2 separate regions of the Zea mays genome follow, and region 1 is linked to region 2. The links are chromatin contacts, called in public Hi-C maps. All regions are on one chromosome and are shown on one strand. Each heading gives the region's core, a stretch centred on a gene start, on an enhancer-like site or on the middle of the called end of the contact. The rest is flanking DNA. Distances are from core to core; before and after follow the strand shown.

The links. A called contact is a pair of places that touch in the nucleus more often than the background predicts.
Region 1: a Hi-C map of bundle sheath shows a contact between it and region 2, with 6 times the contacts expected there. The contact joins the enhancer-like site here to the promoter of LOC109939235 in region 2. A contact is called at or near these places in 12 of 25 Hi-C or Micro-C datasets (bundle sheath, ear, endosperm and 5 more).

Annotation. Positions count from the first base shown.
Region 1 is chr4:151,548,330-151,551,419 of Zm-B73-REFERENCE-NAM-5.0, forward strand. No RefSeq gene overlaps it. Among protein-coding and RNA genes, the nearest start is that of LOC109939235, 56 kb to the left of the region's middle. Within about 2 kb of position 1,437, at least 19 of the 20 cell types and tissues checked have an H3K27ac peak or open chromatin away from gene starts, as enhancers often do. A contact at or near this core is called in bundle sheath, ear, endosperm and 4 more, where this site is marked.
Region 2 is chr4:151,492,124-151,495,167 of Zm-B73-REFERENCE-NAM-5.0, forward strand. It overlaps LOC109939235 (ethylene-responsive transcription factor ERF053), which reads right to left and starts at 1,515. Exons shown (of 1, transcript XM_020552642.2): 1 at 1-1,515. The coding sequence starts at 76. It also overlaps LOC103653830.

The DNA.
Region 1 (3,090 bases), core at 187-2,686, 56 kb after region 2:
AGGGCGATCTCGACGAGCACCAAGGGTGAGGTGGCGGCGGCACCCGCCACAGCTGAGGGAGGGGGCGAGCTGCAGGAAAATAAAAAAAACTGTAGGGCTAGGGCGAGCTCACCATGGGGAGAAGATGGAGAGGGGATGGAGGACTCCCTGCTGCAGGCGCCATAAACAGAGGGAGGAAGCTTGCGTGAGGGAGATGAAGAGATGGAGGAGAGGAGTCCATGGGAGGAGAAACAGCAACCTGCTCCCAGGCGTGACTTCAACGAGGACCGAGCGCAGGGGCACGACAGGGCTGAGGGCGATCTCGACGAGCACCAAGGGTGAGGTGGCGGCGGCACCCGCCACGGCTGAGGGAGGGGGCGGCCATGGGAGAAGTGACGGCGGCTGCGCACGTGGAATAGGGTTTGGTTTGTTTAGTAGGCCTTTAGATGGGCTTTGGTGAGTAAATAAGAAACACAAAAATCACGTACCACTATAGCGACCCACCATCAGTCACACACTTACCTTTATAGCGTCCGACCATAAGTCGTTAAATTTCTAGACTTTTAGCGACCCACAGACCGTCGCTATAAACGCATTTAGCGACCAACCGTCGGTTCATAACTTTTAGCGACCAACCGTCGGTCCCTAATAAGGATCGCTAAAGATCAACCGTCGTGTAGTGAGGCTTCTGGTAGTTTCCCTCAAAGTTACCTGCTGGCTGCTAGCTGGTAACTCTTGTATAGTTATATTTCCGTTTGATAAATAAATGGAAATAAGGGTTTGGCCTTAAGTTTAAAAAATGACTATAACGACTAGATAAAGAGAGTTTCCTTAAAAAAATTTATTAAAGAGTGCACAACTAGTAGTACGTACTCGCTGCAGCCAGCAGTGCAGCCGAGGCCGAGCACGTACACTGAACAGTATATATACTACAGGTGCAAATAAAATAGAAAGCGATGCACGTAAATGAAGTACTCCACCGTACGTGAAACATGTTTGTTTCCCCGAATTCGACACTGCTTGCTTGGTCACGCCTTTTTGGGCGCGCCACGCTCGGTGACAAATATCCGGAGAGCTCATCCCGTGGTCCGTCCGTCTCAGCACGCCCTCGCTTTCGGCACGCGCGCATGATCCGGAAACGGCACGGCACCCGGCGCGCCATGCATTATTCTATTCTAACCAAGAGTCCACGACACAGCAGGCCCGCCACCGCCGCCCGGCGACCACCACGTGACGATGTGCCGCCGCCCAGCCCCACCCACCCACCGCCGCACCCTCTCCAAACTCCCCTGATCGCGACGACGACGACGCGGACGGACGGGGTCGTCCGCTCGAGCTCGACTCGAGAGGGTGGGGGCCGCGGGCTGACTTCCGCGTCGGACGTGATGGCGCGGCGCGGCGGAGAGCGGAGACTTTTCCCCGACGTCAAGCATCACAGCCCGCGGGCCGCGTGGCGGGTCGACACGTGCATGCGCACCTGTACACGCTACGTACTCGCTAATTAATCATGTCGACCCACCCTGCCGTGCCAACTGGCACGCAAAGTGAAAGTTTGGAAGAGGCTGTGACTGTGATGTGCTGGTGGCGACGATGATGTCTACCGCGAGCACCAGCATCCCCGTGAAGAAGGAAAAAAAAGGGCATCAACTGCTACAGCAGCAGCAGCACTCCGTCAAGCGTTCGATGGATCGCTAGCTCGCTCTAGCTACTCGCCGGCTGGCTAGGGGCTAGCTAGCTAGTGCGCGAACTATCCGGCCGGGTTCCAGAAAGTTCCATGCCGATGGCCGAAAGGGGTTCCCTACTAGATAATCTCGTCACAGACAGAACAGATCCATTATTCCCTGTCCCTGGCTACTACCGTGGTCAAAAAAGGTACAGAATTCAGGTCGTAGAACGTGCGGGCGCATCGCATCGCAATATTGCATAAGCAGACCAGTGGATGGAATTGAATATTCTTTTTTGTTTGTTTGTTTGAGCCAAGTCATTAGTCACGCCCGTACAAAGTTTATTACCTTTATACATGTACGTAATTGGAAATACAGTCTCTAGAAATCGTGTAACAATTCTGCTGTTCGGACACGACGAACATTAAAACGTACGTACCATACATTTCCTATCCTCCTTCGTATGTCTAGAATTAAAGATGAACTAGAAGCAAAAGAACAAGTTATTCGGTTCTAGAACAAACGGATGTTAATTACTTGTCGGTTCAAAATAAAGTACAAAAAAATAGAGGTATGTGATTTACCAACTTTCAAACGTATATATAATCGTGTGTTGCATTCAAAACCCACAAGATGAATTACTTAAATGAAACTGAACATCTGCCTACTTTTGGTTAAGATATCATCACAATTACCAAAATATAACTATTTGTTCTTGTTTTAGCATGGGAGACGATAAAAATCAGTTCACGGTAGAATATATCAATCCAGCACCCCCCCTAATTAAATTAGTGGCGTTTAGATCCCTTCGTTTTGGAGGAATTAGAATATGCTTAGGTCTCCTTTGGATTAAGGGGAAAAAATCTGTTTCCTGTGTTTTTTTCTGTGAAAATGAACTGAATGCTGTGAAATTTCTATATGATTCTTGTGAAATCTCTGCGTTTCAAATGAGGCCTTAATAGAGTCGGCTATTTGGCTTGGGATTTGATATTTCACCGCTTTCGAAAGTTCAAATTTATAGGGTTGAGGGATGGAAATTGGTTTTTTATGTGTCTCTATATACCATGTTTCTATGCTACGTTTCTGCTCTGCAATTTATAACATGTTCTTCGACTCACTCTCCTATACTAGAAATGTAGTACATAGACATCTCTCCCATATGGGAGCCATAACACGCTAATATTTTCCGCATAAAATTATGTTAGCTTAATTGATATGAATGAAATTCAATTCCAAGATCCAAACGGGTCCTTAGAGTAACTATACGATAAAAACATAACTTGTAGAGAGCACTTAATCATTGTGCAGATCAAGGGAGAGCCACACCTTCAACAGATGGTCCAACGAGGATTAGTTGAGAGTATCATCCTTTTAAGGCCCGAGAAAAATCGATAAGTCTTCGAATTGTTCATATATAGTCTATATACCTTACTAAATTTTTTTTAAA
Region 2 (3,044 bases), core at 265-2,764:
TCACGCCCTTCCCCTTCCAGCTCCTCCCGCGGCCGCGGCCGCGGCCGCCACCGCCGTCCCCGCCCACCGGCTCCATCCCTGCCCTCTTCCAACGTGCCGAGCTGCAATCTCTGTGTGTGTGTGTGTGTCTATGTGGAGTGTCGTGCTGTCCCGCCCGGCCGCCCGCTGCGAACTGCACCGAGGAGCTTGAAGCCGCGCGTGGGAAAACCGGGAGCGAGGCAGCGGCTTCGCCAAGGAAGCGGGGAGCGGGCGGGCGACCGACCGGTCGTGCGTGCGCCAGCCAATGGGGCGCGCGGTTCTGATTCGGAGGAGGCGGGGCTCGCGCGTTTATAAAGGTCGCGTGCTCGCGAGCACCGGGCCAAAAAAGGCGGGGGCCGATTTTTTGCTGCTCGCCGGGGGGAAGAGGAAAATAAAAAGGAGGACGACGCCGTTGTGTGTGGCGGGGACGAGATCGTGGTCGGTGGGTCGGGCCCCACGCGCATTGACCCTGGGCATGGGCATGGAACGAACCACTGACTCGCTTGTGCGTCCCGCGGAAGTCGTCGTCGCATACGGTTTTGTTCTCGTTCTCAGTTGTTTTAGCGCATGCGGCATGCTACGAGCTGGACTGGGCTTTCGCGGACTCGCAACAAATTTGACGGTACGACCCGTTCAATCATCAGGCACTGGGAACGTAGTGCCCGTGTTTGTTTATTTATATACCAATGAGAAGGAAGCACATGTGTAGCTATAGTTCGGAGATCACATGGCGCGGCCGTACGTATGTGTGCACGGTTTAATTTGGGTTATCTAGGAGGAGCTGCGTATGCCGAAAGGCCGGGGGAGTGGGATGAGGACCAGCTTAATTACCGCCTGAGTTCGTTTACGCAAAGTTCTGTCTTTAATTAGAGTTCACAAGGCTGGACGATCGACTCTTATATTGCTTGTAATTAAGTCTCCCTTCTGGCCAACAGTTTAATTGGGACCTTGTCCTATCTTAGGAACCACCCACATAGTACGTACGTACGCCGTCGTTTTGTGTGTGCTGCCTTAATTTGTATAATTTGTGAACCAACAGAAAAGGAACCGAGTGTCGCCAAATGTCTCCTTTTTGATGTGCATAGGTTAGCTTAATTTGGTGCTGAGAGGATAACTAACTACGAGCTGCACCGCTGACAGTTACGTTTAGAACGATGCATCGATCGAACAACCCGCGCATAGTAGAATAATTTGCTGCACCGTACCACTCATTAGCGCCGGCGCAGTTAATTAGCAGCTGGAAGGGATGTCGATCGCTTCCGTGGAAGTGCCGGCACTGTTGTTTATTCCGCCACCACTTGGATCAGATCCTAGGTACCCTGCTGTGCCGCCCCCTCTCACCTGGACGGCTACCTTTCTCCTGGAATGGAACATCGATTCATTCGTATCCACACGAATCTTAATTAACGACGGCACTCTGTTCAGTTCGATCATCTACCACAAATGAAGCTAGCATCTGTTCGTGCAGCGTCGTACACGTCAGCGCATATCTAAATTACTGTCGAGTTAGACTATCCGCAGCGCCTGCTGCACGAAGCCCCCTTCCCTTAGCCCTCTAGCATGCATGGTGGCTACAGGGAGCCCGCGTTACCGCAGCGGCGCCCCCTGCCAGGCACCCTATGGGGAGGTCTGCTTCTCTCTCTCGTTCTAGCGTGCATGCAGTTGCCCTCTAAATACTATTCACGTGTGCTCACTTCCAATTGTTAGTAGATGAAAATTTATAGTAGATGAAAAGTATGTATAGAAAATGATATTTTATAGTTGTAGTGGGATATAGGGGGAGTATTTAGGGGGAACCGCTGCGGGAGATGAAAAAATAGGGGGTGAAATGTTGATAATGTGACGTAAAAAAGTGATATAGATGAAGAAATTTAGGGAGAACCGCTGCGGATAGCCTTAGCTACTGCTACTGCCTGCTGGTAGCATTTTAGCAGGGCCCTATGCTGATATATGCATACGCGCGCAGCTACAAACGCAATTGTTGTCAGATATATACTAGTGTTTAGCGCGCTCCTGGGCGCGCGTGACCATATATGGCTTAAGGATTTGGTGTGAGTACCCAGATATGTAAAACAAATTTAAACATGATATGAGTATACAATGCGTATGCAAGAAACCAAAATATAAGTAGATAATATTGTTTTTCCCTAATAGTTGATACCAGTTGTAGAGTGAATTTAGACTACAATACATACTAAGTAGCATTCAACCACCATACATCAACACTTAGCAACAGTGTGCTTCCAGGTGTTAAGTCAATATGTAGTCTTCTCTAAGGTCATTGCAAGAACTGTTTGCATATTAAACAAATTAATTTCTATGCAAAATTATAGGCAGTTGTATTAGCAGGGAAAGCAAATAACATACACACAAGCCGTCATGAACCATTTTTTCTCTCTCGAAAAAATGCAGGAGAGCTGCACATCTTTGTAATAAGAAGAGGGGAATTTAAGATCCAAGAGGACCAGTACAAAAACCACCCTATGGTATGACCAAAAGAGGTCAAGGGAGCAAGTAGAATGTTCAATAAACACATGGTAGATGGTCTCTGTGAGCTAAGCCATAGTTTGTAGGCAGTTGAATTAGTAGGGAAAGACATATGAAACATGATAGAAGATCCATTTGCAATATTGTAGGCAATTGAATTAGTAGGGAAGACATATAGAACATTGCAGAAGAACCATCATTCTCATATGGAACAAATTGATTTGTACGCAAATTTGTAGGGAAGGCAAAATGTAATTACCTCCTTGGATAGATGGTGGGTAGATGATAATTCTTGCGCGTACCGGTATCACCAAGAAAGGACAAGATTGCTGATACAAACAATTGGCAAGTACAATATTAATCCCATCTAGAAAACATAATGATAACACTCATATTCTTTTAATGAAAACATAATGCTTATACTCCTATTCTTCTGATGAATTCTACAAAATATAAAGCAAGCTATTTTGAAGCAGGAGCTGTAGGAAGACCTGCTTCCGCATCTGAAAATTGCACTACATAAGAAGGGGATTAAACCC